2 separate regions of the Canis lupus genome follow, and region 1 is linked to region 2. Evidence: chromatin contacts called from public Hi-C data. All regions are on one chromosome and are shown on one strand. The core of a region is the stretch at or near the end of the contact, and the rest is flanking DNA. Distances in the headings are between cores, read along the strand shown.

What was found. A called contact is a pair of places that touch in the nucleus more often than the background predicts.
Region 1: a contact with region 2 is called in a Hi-C map of blood, with 3 times the contacts expected there. The contact joins the promoter of SMIM30 here to the promoter of BMT2 in region 2. A contact is called at or near these places in 2 of 9 Hi-C or Micro-C datasets (both in blood).

The regions. Positions count from the first base shown.
Region 1 is chr14:52,721,696-52,729,209 of UU_Cfam_GSD_1.0, reverse strand. It overlaps SMIM30 (small integral membrane protein 30), which reads left to right and starts at 6,224. Exons shown (of 3, transcript XM_038557397.1): 1 at 6,224-6,341; 2 at 6,717-6,810; 3 at 7,362-7,514. The coding sequence starts at 7,411.
Region 2 is chr14:52,580,473-52,588,355 of UU_Cfam_GSD_1.0, reverse strand. BMT2 (S-adenosylmethionine sensor upstream of mTORC1) reads left to right here and starts at 5,898. Exons shown (of 5, transcript XM_038557392.1): 1 at 5,898-6,088. The coding sequence starts at 5,929.

The DNA.
Region 1 (7,514 bases), core at 4,975-7,474, 140 kb before region 2:
GGTGTTATTCTGTATGTTGGCAAATTGAACACCAATAAAAAATAAAATTATTAAAAAAAAAGAAAATACAGGCCAGCTCTGGGTTAGTCTTTTTTAATTGTGAAGCTCCAATTAAATGCCTCTATTCACCTGGCTTGGCTCAATTACTAATGAGAAAATCTGGATTTTTATGAATTCCCTGACACATACGCTGCAAAATCCTGATATTAGCCCATCCTGCTTTTTCTGATGGACCCCAGAAGTGTCTTCATTCAGGGCCTACCAATGACTCAATTGTAATACTTTTCCATTCTTCTCTGAAACCGTTTCTTTGGTAACAACTGACTTGATAAATTTTGCCTTCTACTGCTCAGATAAGTGACCAAAACAATGTTCTTCATCTCTGAATATCACAGGCTACCAGTGGTCTCTTATTTTAGTGAAGGATGGTGTACTGTAGGCTTAGCTTCTCTTAAACTGAAAGACTAAATTCTGGATTTGATAACCCTAGATACTTAATGCTAAAGAGGAACTATATAAAAGCCTGCAGGAGCATTCAGACAGCTTGAGGGAGAAAATGGAATGTGGCAATGCTTCAGAAGAATTGTGGTTCATGTGGCTTCCAAATATGTTCACAGTGAGAACTTGTTGCTGGCAGATGCTAGGCACAGAAGAAGCTGCTCATCTCTCTAGCACTGTTAAGGAAATGATGGTCTCTTTTAGAAGACGGACTACATAGTACAACATGCCAGTTATTGTCCCGGTCTATGATCTAGACAAAATATCTAAATCTGAGTTATAGCTAGATAATAGTTCATTAGGATGGCTTTAGGCATATTAAAAGTCAAAAAAGGAGGTCTGGGTCAAAGGAGTGGAAGAGATTCTTATATTTATTGTATTCCAGGAATTAATCCTTATCTCTATATCACTTAATACTAATAACCCCTGGGTTTATATTTCCAATTACACTGTACCTCATTAACTAATGAAAATCATTTATATGACCCTTGACTTACAAGTCAAAAACAAACTTTAAGAAGAAACAATCACGATTTTTTTGTGAGCTATTTGAGAAAATAGAGAGCTTTTTCATCTGTGGAGTATAAGCAAATGAGGTCTAAGTAGGGATTACAGGAAGTATTTGTCCTTTTCAGATAGTAAACCTTACTGATGCTAATGGAGTAAGGTAAAAATCTTGGTACCATGTTCACTCACTGTGTGAAGTACCATTTCTCAGGCATAATATAAAAAGAATTTCTATCCGTCCTACAAGATCCACAATTAATTATCCCTAACAATCAAAAGTAATACATTCCTCTGAGTCCGGAGTCTCAATTATTACAATTCCCTTTTAGCAAAGCTTCTAATGTTGCCTTTTACTTTGCTGCAATTTATGGGAAAAGCAGTACAGTTACAGATTAGCTACTATAATTAGAAACAGAATTCAAAAGGAATTAAGAGTGTTTGCTTGCTTGTTGCATTTTCCATAGAGATCATTCCAGCCGAATGATTTCTTGAGGCTATTCACCCATGTCTTCACCCTTTCAACTATTTTTTCAAAACTTCCTGCATCCAATATAATGAATTAATGATGTAATACCAGCTAGGTGAAGAATGGGTTTTAAACATAAATATAACGCCCAGTAGGTACAAAATAGTTAAAAAGAAACTGCCATCAAGGCAACAACTGGGTGGTGTTTTATCACTACCACAGACTTAGAGTAATAGAATATTTCTAATCAGCCCTCAATCCAAAACCTAGGGGGCCTAAAATGCGTCTGCAGCCAAGGTTCCACGAGCATTTGCTATATACTATGCAGAACAGCACATTCACAGTGAGTGTGAGAGACCTCGTATTTCATGGATTTGAGTAACAGCAAATAGTAACAAATTAAATAGTTAATATTCAGTGAGGGCTTACTCCATGCCAGCTTCTAATCCCAGGAATGCCTTTAATCCTCATACTGTACGTATCAAATAGATACTGCTCTACCCAATTTTATAGATAGATAAACTGAGTCTTAGAAAGGTTTAGTATTGTCATACAGCTAATAAGCAGCCGAGATAGAATTCTAACCAAGCACTTTGACCCAGAGACCCTAACTCTTAACCACTAACCAGAGATATAGAAATAGAATTAAAGCGGGAATTGAGGAGTATTGATCTCTTGTCATTTTTTTGGTCACTTTTTTTTTTAAGATTTTATTTATTCATTAGAGGCAGAGAGAGAGAGAGAGAGAGAGAGAGAGAGAGGGGCAGAGACACAGGCAGAGGGAGAAACAGGAACCATGCAGAGAGCCCAACGTGGGACTGGATCCTGGGACCCCGGGATCACGCCCTGGGCTGAAGGCAGCACTAAACTGCTGAGGCACCCGGGCTGTCTTTTCGGTCACTTTTAAAACGTTTCATTTAATCCTCTCACAATGCATTTTGTAAAAGGAAACTGAGTCTCAGAGAGAATAAACACCCAAATCCACAAAGCCGGCAAGGGGAAAAAAAGGAATATTCCTTATACTACACCATACTAGCTCTCTGCAGCTTGAAGACTAAACTGAGTGGCAGATATAAAAACAGAAATCTCACTTCAATCTACATACCAGTGCTGTTATAAGACAGTGACCAGTGGAACCTGCCTTGTAGAGATGCTGACAGGAAAAAGAAAAGAATCTATAAATAACACAAAACATAAAACAAGATATTTAGAGGAAAAGGACCTAATCATTAAGACACTGCAGTTTTGGGGTGTTTGTGTATATGTCTGTGTGCATATATACACATACACATGTGGGTGAACTCCTTACTTTTTGGATTCATTCCATTCTAAACTACACCTTTCATTTTGTTCATGAAATCTGGAGTGGTTCTCAACTAGGGACAGTATCGACAATCAAAGAGTTGTTTGGCAACGTGTGAGGGCAGCTGGTAGTCCTCATGACTGGGGGATCCTACTGGCACCTAGTGGGCATGGGCTACAGATACTAAACATCTTGCAGTATTGTGTCTGCACAACAAAGCATTGTCCTACCAAAAATGCCAATACTGTTTGTCCAACATTAAGAAGTATTTAAAGGAACCTTTCGAACCTTTCAAGTATTGCTAAGGAAAAAAATACATGATCCAGGTAGACTTAATCAACATTTTTGTCAAAGTACTGATGCTCCAAGTGGACAGAGGAAGTTAAGTAGGGATCTTTATAGACAGGTTCCTGAACAAATTACATTGTTTTAGATGCTTACTACATGTTATTTGTACATAAATAATATTATAGGGGAAATATGTAAGCCCAAATTTGGAATGAAGACTCAAAGTAAGCTCAGTCTAGATCATCAAGGATCTTTATATTTTAGCCCAAAAGCTGACTTCCTACATATAAGGTAGTTTCTACCACGAGCAGTATAAAGGTAAGTAAACAGTAATCAAATTGTAGTTATACTAATATTATTCAATCACAAAATACCTTCTAAGTATGTATCATGCTAGACACTGTTCTAGTAGATGGGAACTCAGTAGTGAATAAAACAGGAATATTTCCTGCCCTTCATGGAATTTTCACTTTATTTGTTTACCTACTACACATATAAATAAATACATATATAATTTCAGTTAGTGATAGGCACTATGAAGAAAAAATAAGGCAAGAAAGTGGATAGACAGTAATGGAAGAGGTATCTTTTGTGACGTACTCTGGGAAGAAGACGATATTTAAGCAGAACCTTGAAGGACACTGAGAAAACAGCCACTAAAGAGCCAGAAAAGTATTACTGGCAGAGGCAACAGCAAGGGCAAATTCAATAGGAAACAAAATGGGCACGTTTAAGAAATAGCAAACAGGTGAATGTAATTGAAATGGATACACACGAGTGAGTGGTGGGTTGGCATCAGAGAAGCATAGAGAGACCAGAATGTAGAGCTTTTTGAGTCTTGATAGAGTCTGGACTTCAGCTTAACGTGTCAGAAATGGAGAGTTTCAAGCAAAGGAAAAAATGATCTAATTTTTTTTTTTTTTTTTTGAATACTAGGGTAGTAAGAAAAAACTGAGAACTAGGATACCATACTACTTGGATACTGGGACTGGGATAAGGCACACAAAAGCATATATGGCAACACCTTTGCCAAATTGCCCGAGTGGGATGGGTGCTTGTTAGAGAAAGCTAACTTTATTTTAAAACTACTTGGGCTTGGGGGGTCCCTGGGTGGCTCAGGGTGTGATCACGCCTCCCTTCAGCCCAGGGTGTGATCCTGGGATGGAGTCCCACGTTGCGCTCCCTGCATGGAGCCTGCTTCTCCCTCTGCCTGTGTCTCTGCCTCTCTATATTTAATTTATAAATAAAATCTTTTTATAAATAAATAAATAATAAATAAATCAATCAATCAAACTACCTGGGCCCAAAACACTGCTGCACAAACAACTTCAGCCACCCTGTTTCAGACGATTCAGGTCATGAAATGACCTCTTAATATTTTCCAAAAAAAAAAGGCATTTTACCATCCACAGACTCTCCAAACTTCAAACCATCATCTTCAACCTTGACACACCTGAAACAGACCTGTAATAACACTTAACTTCAAAGTCCTCCTTGCTGACTTCGGCTAACTGAAATAAAGGGGGGGGGGGGGGGGAATTCCCAAAGTGTTCACGCTCAACTACAAGGGAATGTTTCCTAGTACATTTCGAAGTACTTGATTAGAAATAGGCAAGACTAACAGCTCCAAGCAAATGAGGCCAGAGGCCAAGGCAGAACTTTAAAAAAATAATAATAATCCAGGGGATCCCTGGGTAGCTCGGCGGTTTAACACCTGCCTTTGGCCCAGGGCGCGATCCTGGAGTTCCAGGATCGAGTCCCCCGTCGGGCTCCCAGTGGAACCTGCTTCTTCCTCTGCCTGTGTCTGCCTCTCTCTCTAGTTCTATCATAAATATAAATAAATAAATAAATAATCAATCAATCAATCAATCCAGGTTAGGGAAGCAATGCTAACCACACTATTTGTGGAGTCATCCTCGGATTTCCGATACGCAAGAGGCCTTGGTTTGGCTTATTTGGCATTTGTCTCAATTTAGCTATTTATTTGTTTGTGTATTTATATAATTACGATTACTTATTCAAATGTATTTGAATGTATGTACTTATCAAATTCATTTATTTGATGTTTGTATTTATTCAAATAATCACGATCGGCCAGTTCTACTGCGGGGGGCGTGTTAGGAGGTAGGACTATGAAGCTTTGCCGTCGGTCTAGAGAGACTGGTAACATTTAAGGGAAAAGAAAAAAAAAAAAAAAATATATATATATATATATACATATAAGATGCGAGGTCGCATGTCGCCGAGCTGAAGGAGCAGGCGGGGCGGCGACTTCACCCCTATAACCCGCGCCACCAGGAACTTACAACCTGGGGGGGGGGGGGGGTGCCAAGGGAATCGTCGCACGGGCGCCTGCGGAGGCTCACCTGAGGGCTTCACAGGGACCGCACGTCAAGGGTGCCCCTCAGCAAGGGTGGCCTTCCCCACGCAAACAACTCGTTCCTGATTTAAAAAAAAAAAAAAAAAAAAAAAAGCAGTCACCTCACGTCTTCTCAGCAGGACCCGGGGGCGGTCAGGTCAGGGTGGGTGTGGTGGAAACGGGGAGACGCCACGAAGCGCGCCCCACACGCGCTCCCGAACGACGGGGGCCGGTCCTCCCCGCTCCGGAGCCCCGACACAGCACATCGTCCCACAAACCACTTTTCCTACACTTTGCTTTTTCCCTACAAATGCCTTTCACGCCTCCCAACCACGTCTAATCCAACGTGTTCTCTCACACACGCACACCCCCCCCCCCCCATTGCTTAAAAGGGGATCAACGAACACGTCACAGGGCACAGCGGGAGGATGGTGACGGGGGATTCCCCCGCCGCAAAACGCTGGAGGCCGCTCGTTTCACAGGGTCCGAGGCAGACGGCTGTGCTCGGGCGCTATCTTCCCGCGGTCGTGTCTTCATTTTAGTCGCAGAAACAAAAAAAAAAAAGAACTACTTGTATGTCTTAAAACGTTAAGCGGGTAAAGAAAAAAAAAAATACTTGCTGTCAGGTCTTCGTCTCCTTTCTGAGAGAGCGTTTGGGACAAACACACTAAACCACTTCACCGGTAACACATTGCGCCGCCGCGGGAGGACGCCCCGCACGCTCGCTCCGGCTCGTCGCCCGCACGGCGCGCCCGTCCCTCCCTCAGCCAGGCGCGCGTCCCGGGGAGCCGGCGGCAGCGGGGATTGTGGGAAGTGTAGTCCGGAGGCCCCGCCCACTACGTCGGCAGCGGGGATTGTGGGAAGTGTAGTCCGGAGGCCCCGCCCTCTCCGCCATTCCTCTAATGGCCGCTTCCAGGAAGGTAAGGTGCCAACTCCTCCCCGGAGGGTATTTGGGGTCGCTTCGGTGTGTTTGTAAAGCGCGGGGGGGGGTCCGGTTTGCACCGCGCGGGGGCGAAGCAGGGATTGTTCTTAAGGTCTTAATGTGAAGGCCTGGCGGGAACTGGTCTCGGGGTTCGATTTATTTGGACGTTGATCCCCGTGCGGGCGGAGTGACCAACTTTAAGTCTAGTTCTGCTGCCTGAACGACGAGCTCGTCCCGCGGGTTAGTGACCCTCCCTCCGTCGTGCGTTCGCGCCCCTCCCTCGCTCTGCGCGGACCCTGGCCGCCTCCCGGATGAGGACGCTGATGGTGGGGATGGGGAGTAGATCCTAAATCCCCCCCTGTTGCGATCGCAGGCTCCGTCACGTGGCACCTCTTAGCCTCGGCGCCCCAACTCCGGGAAGGGGCAGTTTCCAATCGGATACGCTCCACACGCACATCCTTCCTTTGGTAAGTTTACACGAATTCCCCACGACCTCACGGACTTCTGCGTTGCATGACTTTTGCCAGACCGGTCTGCATCGCCTGGATGACAGAAATGCTAAGAAAATGTAAATTTTTTTTATTTATTTATTTATTTATTTATTTATTTATTTATTTATACATACATACATACATACATACATACATACATACATACTTAACTTTTAGGATGTTTTAAGTTTCCGAGTGCCTGGTGTGTTTTCCCTTTGTTCTTCATTCCGTTCAGTTTGCTTAGCCGATTCACGACGTTGGCACGATAGCGTGTGGGAAAAATTGCTGGAGTCGAGGGATGATCATGAAAAGGGGAGGTTAGCCCCAAAAGGCCATTCTTTAAATGCCTTTTGTCGACTTCCCCTCTTTTTTTTTTTTTTTTTTTTTTTCCTACCATAAAATGAGGAGAGGGGTCTGAAATTTACATTGAAAAGGTGTGTGGATTGCTACTGATGGATTTTTACTGTCCTCTGGAAAGGTGGGAATTTCTAACGATTTCCTTTTTTGTTTCCTTGTCTGATTTCTAGAAACCTTCAGCCCTCAAGATCCGGAGATAACCTGGAAGATCCCAACATCATGACCTCAGTTTCAACACAGTTGTTCTTGGTCGTCATTTCACTGCTTTTGGTGCTGCCGGTGGTTGAAGCAGTAGAAGCTGGAGATGCAATCGCTCTCCTGTT
Region 2 (7,883 bases), core at 4,649-7,148:
CTGTGACTCACTTTAATTTTCAGAACACTTTGTGAGATGCACCTTGCCATATAGAGGCTACTCAGCTCCCTTTGAACACCATTTTTACATCTGGGAGATTTCCTCCAATATGAATGCAGGCTCAGATAAGAGACTTTGACTCTGCTAACTATATTCTCTGGAGTGAACCGTCTGTTTAGAAAAGTGCAAAACAATGAGGCAGATGCTATAGGGAATCCTTTAGTCTGTTGAGGGAGGCTGTGGAGGTGTGGGTCTTTTATTATTACAATGACTGAAGTTCCCTCATTCAATGTCCAACATTTGCCCTGTAAGCCAAGGGACAAGAGTCAGTGGGGTTTGGCCAGAGAGCATAGTCACTGGGTCTGACTTAGGTGTTGATCCAAGTTGGGTGGTCTCCAAGTCTGCCTCTTTGGTCTTTCTGGAGATTGGGGGCCACCTAATATCCTTTAATAATATTATGGTTTTGATTTTCATTTTTCTGATGATTAATGATGCTGAGCACCTTTTCATGTATCTGTTGGCCATTTGAATGTCTTTAAAGATAAATGAGTGGGCAGCCCGGGTGGGGCAGCGGTTTAGCACCGCCTCCAGCCCAGGGCCTGATCCTGGAGACCAGGGATCGAGTCCCACGGCAGGCTCCCTGCATGGAGCCTGCTTCTCCCTCTGCCACTCTCTCTCTGTCTCTGTCTATCTCTCTGTGTGTCTCTCATTCATAAATAAATAGAATCTTAAAAGAAAAAGATAAGTAAAATGTATTAGTTTAAAAAATGTATTTCTTACTGTGTATCATGGTAAAAAAATATTGAAAAACACTAGTCAAATCTTTCTTCATTTAACATATGAAGAAAGAAAAATAAAACTTAGAGAAATCAAGTGATTGATGCTCTAGTGGTTAACAGAAAGCTGAAATTAGGACGCAGAAATTCTCTTAGTACCAGGCTCCATTGTAAGAACATCATTTATCACCTGGAAGTTTACTCCCCATGTTCTATGTAGATATCTTCCTACATTAGTCCTGTTGTGAAAATTAAATGCATTTCACTAATTAGTATATTACAAAAATATTGTGAATTCTATCATTACATTGGGAGTTAGGTACTAATTAATGGTTTTCACTTGCTGTAGTTAATACTAGTTTTAAACACAATTCTGCATATAACTCTGAAAAGAGAGGTAATCTGTGCTGTTTTAAAGACTTGTATGTTGGCAGATATGGTAAGAACTGCAGGGGAGACATTGGGTAGTACTTATAAACAAATTCTTTAAGAAAATAATTCTATTTTCAATAAATAGAAGGAATTTTAAAGTTTGTAATCAGTTCACCATACTGAATGAAATATATCACTGAAAATACTTCTTTTCTTGCTAGTTCTCCACTATTAGTTTAATTAAGAGAAGTATTAATGTTAAATTTACACTTATATGGGATCCCTGGGTGGCGCAGCGGTTTAGCGCCTGCCTTCGGCCCAGGGCGCGATCGTGGAGACCCGGGATCGAGTCCCACGTCGGGCTCCCGGTGCATAGAGTCTGCTTCTCCCTCTGCCTATGTCTCTGCCTCTCTCTCTCTCTCTCTCTCTCTCTCTCTCACTGTGTGCCTATCATAAATTAAAAAAATAAAAAAAATTAAAAAAAAATTTACACTTATAAAATATATAATGGTGCATATCAATAGTACAAAAAGACTTGATGTACCTTTTTGTTACTGAAGATAGAGATATATTTCAAGCTGGCCAAATCTTTGGTTCGTGGCTATTTAGAAATAGAATTTTTAGAAATTCAGTTAAAATGAGAACTAGAAAAATAGAACCTATTTTTTTTTAAGATTTTGATACTAAAGAGGGTCAAAGAAGGATAAATAATAACATGGTGGAAAATAAAAATAAATGATTAATGCTTTAGATCATTTAAAGAACCCCAATTTCTACTGTGTAGTCTTCTCCGATCTACAGGAATACTCAACACATAATGAAAAGTGTGTTTGGAAAGTGTGTTTGGAAAGTGTGTTCCATTTACACAAAGTGTACCCTGAATCTTTCTATTCACTTAGTGCCATCACCCAATTTTTTAAAAAAGATTTATTTATTTATTTATGATAGACATAGGGGGAGAGAGAGAGAGGCAGAGACATAGGAGGAGGGAGAAGCAGGCTCCATGCCGGGAGCCCGACGTGGGACTTGATCCCGGGACTCCAGGATCACGCCCTGGGCCAAAGGCAGGCGCCAAACCACTGAGCCACCCAGGGATCCCCTCATCACCCAAATTTTGATACAGATTTTTAAATTTTACTTTTCATCACCAATGAATATTTCTTTGAACTCTTAGAATGCATTTAATTTTACATGTTGACTCTTACAGTCTATGGGAATTTGTTTCCCTTAAAATGAATATAACTGCAAACAAAGAAGACAGGTATTTTTTTGCCAAGACATTTTTCCTATACTGAGTGATTCTTTGATGGAGAAGCTTACTATGACACACCAAATGTGCATGGGGAAGACTGTAAAAGTTGGTCAGGTGAGGCAAAGAATGAGGATGAGAAATTTAGTTATCAGGGGTTTAGTTCGGTCATTAGAAAAATGCCTCTTCCTCCCAGACTGGTTTATCCTGCTCAGTGAATACTGTTTTCTTCCAACATCTCTTTTTCCAATAGCCATTTAAAATAATAGATAATTTTTTTAAAAATAAGAAATTTACAGTAAATGAAATCCTGTCATCACATGGAGTGGGGGAAGGTGTTGATATTTTCCTGCATATAGGATATGCTTGTTGAATATGGCACCAAACATACTTCCTGCAGAGAACCACTCTTAGCAGCAATTAGGGCAAATGTCTTACTTAAATGGAAAATCTCATTACCATTCTTCTGCTACCTTAACAGAAGGAAAGCTTTTTCCAATGTTATTAATCACACCAGAGGAAGGCTATAAACTTCCTTTTAAACTGTGGTCTATGGCCAGTTGCCATAGTCCTCCTAAGAAAAGTCAGTATTGGTCATATTGGCCTTTGCCCTATTTGAATTCATGCAACTTCAGAATAAAATCCAGCTTTCCAATTCCTTTCTCAAATTGCTTCTCAAGAAAGTATGAAACCAAAAAACAATGTAAAATACATCTTTGATTTGCCTGAAAAATGACAACTAGAGTATTGAATAAGTTCCTTTTATTTGCCGCTATATTAATATTCAATGTTAATATTATACCAACTAGAATAGCTAGTTAAAAAACAGAATGTTTCCTAAAAACAAAGACCTTTTAAAAATCTCATTAGTGATTTTGTCAATTGTAACACTTATATTTGATAAGGGTGCAGTGAAATAGACATTCATATATACTGCTGGAGGTGACATAAACTGCTACCACCTTTCAGAAAAGGCAATTTGACAATACAATATACATTGAAAACCTTAAAACTTTTTTAGTTAAAAATTTGACCTTTTGATTAAAAATTTTTTGACTTTTAGAAATTTAGTGTAGTGAAATATATAAGACATTTATTTTTTAATATAGTTTTTTTTTAAAAAATTTTATTTATTTATTCATGAGACACAGGCAGAGGGAGAAGCAGGCTCCCTGTGGGGAGCCTGATGTGGGACTCAATCCCAGAACCCCAGAATCCCCAGCTGAGCCAAAGGCATATGTTCAACCACTGAGCCACCCAGGCGTCCCATATAGACAAACGTTTGTATACAAGGGTGTTCATCACAGCATTATTTGGAACACAGAAAAACTGGAAACAACATAAATATACTATAGTTGGGAATTGGTTACTAAAGTGACAGGCTATTCATATAACAGATTACCTTATATCCATCAAAAATATCCCATTTGAAATAAAGATATACAAGCAAAGGGGAAAAAAATGTTAAGTTGTTATCTCCCAGTGATTGGTTTCCAGCTGACTTCTCCTCCCTGCACCCCCAGCTTCACTGATAAATAACTGACAAATAACATTGTGAAAGTATAAGGTGTAGGACATCTTGACTTGATACTTTTATAAAATGCAAAATGATTACCACTATCAGATTAGCTACCACTCCATCCCACCACAAATGTATCATTTATTTCTTCATTGTGATGAGAACACTTAAGATCTTCTCTCAGCAATTTTTACTCCCTTCCGTATTTCCCCAATTTCCTTCGGATACGGGATTGACTTTTTAAAAAGGACCTTAAAATTCATTTGCTAGTAGTAGCAGGGAGTTTCTTTTCTTAGTACAGTACAAATGAAATTGAATGCCCTCTTTTACAGTGGTTGTGACTTCCAAATATTTGCAACTCTTTTCACCTCCCATATATAGTAAAATATGGAAAGAGCCAAAACAAATGTGTCATTTAAAGCTTCTCTTTCTTTCCAAATGAAAAAACAAAACAAAACCAAATAAGACTACCCTAGCCTCAACTTATTAGGCCTATGTGTGTCATTTCATTATAACTAGTTCTTTTGAGGCTTATCTGTATTTGACCTGCCTCTTCACAGTGCGGGTAGGATTGCATCTTCCATCCTTATATTCCATGCACCTTCTCCCTTCATTTCCCCTGTCCTGTTCTTTCTGTGTATTGGAGAGCGTGCACAATGCTCTGCTCTTCAGGGTCTTCATTATTCAGAAGGTGGCATATAAACGTCACACAACTCAAGCTTTATTTATATTCGTAAGGTCATAGGTCAAAAAGTTTTTGCAACGATTTACAAACAGCATCACGCGGTTCGAGGGTACTCTGCAACCCTACCCTACCCGACCCTCCAGGAGCTCTCGGCCTCGGGCAGCCGCCTCGGTACCAACCGCAGGAGCTAATACGGCCCGCGCACGCATCTCCGGGGAGCAAGGGCGCAATCAGCAGCCACACTCCCCAGCAATTTCCAAAGAGGAGGGCGAGGAGGGGCCGCAGGTGTGAGCTGCCAAGCCCACGCAGGCGACCCTCCACATGGACGGACCCACCAAATTAAAGGAGAACACCCTCAAGCCGGGGTTAAAAGCACTCGGTCCTGATGCAAATTCAATCGGGGCACGCTCCCCGGGCCACCGCGACAGTTCCCGAGGGCATGCGTTGTGGGCTCTCCGTCTCTCCTAGACCCTCCGCCGTCACCTCCTTCCGTGGCCCTCGGCTTTCCCCACTTCCTGGGTCCTCTGCGCAGCTCTGGCGCTGCAGGCACTGCCGGCCCGTGCATCCCGTGCATCCCGAGCAGCCCGTGCATCCCGTGCACGAAGTCCACGCTCCGCAGGCCGACCTCTCCTGGGCGCCAACGAGAGCATCTCCGCTCGGGTCCCTCGGAGCGTAAAACTCCCGTCGGTGCTGTCGACTCCGCTCCAAAGCGCTCCCCCGCGCTGCGCAGCCGCAGAGAACCTCTACGTGACAAAGTTCGGCGGCGCTCGGGGCGCAGGCTCCGAGCCGCTCCGCGCTAGGACGCTGATGTCTCTGCGGACCGCACGGCCGGGAGACGCCAGGCGGGCGGGTGGGCAGGAGCCGCGAGCCCCGACTGAGCAAACTCCGCGGCGCAAGCGCGGGGGGCTCTCGGCGCCTGCGCACCGAGCCGGGAGCCGGGAGCCGGGAGCGGGGAGCGGGGAGCGGGGAGCGGGGCGCGGGGCGGGGAGCAGACAGACGGGAGCGTCCGGGCCCCGCGCTCCCCCCGCCGCGCTCCCCGGGCCCGCAAGCCCCGCCCCCTCCAGCTGCTCGCCGGCCCAAACACCCGGGTGCACCGCCGGCGCTCCCCGTCCATTGGCCCTCAGCCCTTTCCGTTTCCGCCCAGCCCTCCAGCGTCCGCCAATCGGCTCGGGCGCCTGGGCGAGGGGCCACCTCCGAGGCCGACGCTTCGGCTCCCCGGGCCTCCCCCGGCTGCTGCCTCCGCTGCTGCTGCCTCCTCCTTCCCCACCTCCTCCGTCAGGCAGGCGTCTGCGGGGGCCCGAGGGGCGGCGGCGGCGGCGGCGGCGACATGGAGCCGGAGGCCGGCGGCCGAGGCGGTGCTCGCAGGCCTGGGGCTGGGCCCCCGAGCACCCCGCCGCCTCGGGAGCAGGAGCGGAAGCTGGAGCAGGAGAAGCTCTCCGGGGTGGTGAAGAGCGTCCACCGGCGGCTCCGCAAGAAGTACCGGGAAGGTAAACAGCGAGCTCGAGCGAGGGGGGAGGGGAGGCGTCGTCGCCCCCAGCCCCCTGTCACCTCTCCCCTCCCCCAAGGGGCCACCATTACAACCTGAAGGAGCTGCACGTCAGCCCCTGCCAGTGCCGCTCCTCCGGGCCCGGACGCCCCCTCCTCGGTCCAGCCCTCGGTCGGCGTCGGGCGCGCTCCGCCCGCCCCCTGGTCGCGGAGGGCCCTCCCGGAGAGTTCCGGGGCCGCCGAGGGACGGAGTCCCCGCCCCTCCCGGTCAGTCCCCTGGGCCCCGTCGGGGGGCCGGGCGTGTTGTCACCACACACACACACACACACACACACACACACACGCTCGCTCACACACTCACACGCGCGCGCGCGCACACGCGCCCTCCCCGCAGAGGCGGGGGCCGCCGGTCGCCGGGGAGGCGAAGGTAAACGGCGGAGGCAGGTAGAACCCGTTGGGGAGCGCCAGACGCGGAGGAAGCCTGAGTTGCCGCTCGCCGCCTCGCGCTCGACCAGCCCGAGTGACGTGCCGCCCGCGACTGAGCCCTCGGAGGCCGGGCTGCGGAGTCGGCGGGCCGCCGCGCCGACCGGACTGCACCTCGCTAAAGGGGGAGGGGCGCCGCCGCCCGCCCCGCCTCCAGCCGGACCTCCGCGCGCGCCTCGCCGGGGCAGAGCTGGGGGGCAGGCTCTCGAAATCCCCCTGATAGCTCCGAGTGGGCGGCTCCTCCGGAGGACGCAGATGCCGACGCCGGGAACCTTCTCCTGTGGAAGATCTTAAGTAGCCTCTGCGGCTGCCGCCCCGGGAGCGTTGCTAGTTGGATCTGCGGTTATCCGTGGTGTTTTTAAATACCAGGCTTCTCGACGGAGCTGTTGCAGAAGACTGCACTGACCACATGAAAATGACCAGTTTTTTGTTTTGTTTTTGCTGTTGTTGTTGTTGTTGTTGTTGTTGTTTTTCCCCACACGCTCGGGAGAGATTTCTTCCGTGCATCAAAACGGGGGGGAGGGGAGGGGGGGGCGGGCGGCGGGGGAGGTCACCTCCCGCTTGCTCTCACTTTAACTTAATCGCACACCGAAAAGACGGCAGCCTTCTAGTGTTAGCTTTATACCTCGTTAAATTCGGGGTTAGAAGCAAAATTGTGACAGCGCCGTGCAACTGCATGTTACTTTCGCTTTACACGACACTTTTTCAATTATTCTAGAAGATTAAAAAGAAGCGTCTTTTGTTCCCGTGAGTGCGGCTGATGTGTTTCATTTTTTCGAACTTGAATTCAAAGTTTCCCTCCCTTGGCAACTCCAGCTTAGCTTTCGGATCTACGTAGCTGCTTAAATAGTCCTCCTCAAACGTGGCCTGCCGTTATTGTTTAGTAGGTAACAATAGAGACTTGTGAGGCGTAGGTACGATGTTAGAATTTGTTTTTTTAAAAAAGAATGCTCTAACCCCCCCCCACACACACAATTTATTCAATAAAATGAGTAGTTGTCATGGCAACCATTGCATCATTCCTGATATTCAGAGAATACGCTTACATAATGGCATTCACTGTAGATTGGAGGAATCCACTGGAGAAATGAAGGAATAAATGGACACGATTTCCTTAAGTTTATCATGTTGTTTTGTACGACTCTAAAAGCAAGTATGTCTTTTTAAAGAAAAAGAAACTGACTAGCCCATATTTCCATTTTTACCTTCTTATAACAATATCATTATTGATTCAGAAATGAATAAGTTGCACCTAAACCAACCGCTAATAATGTGTCATCATGTCTTCGAATGCTGTTTATACTTGATTAGTTC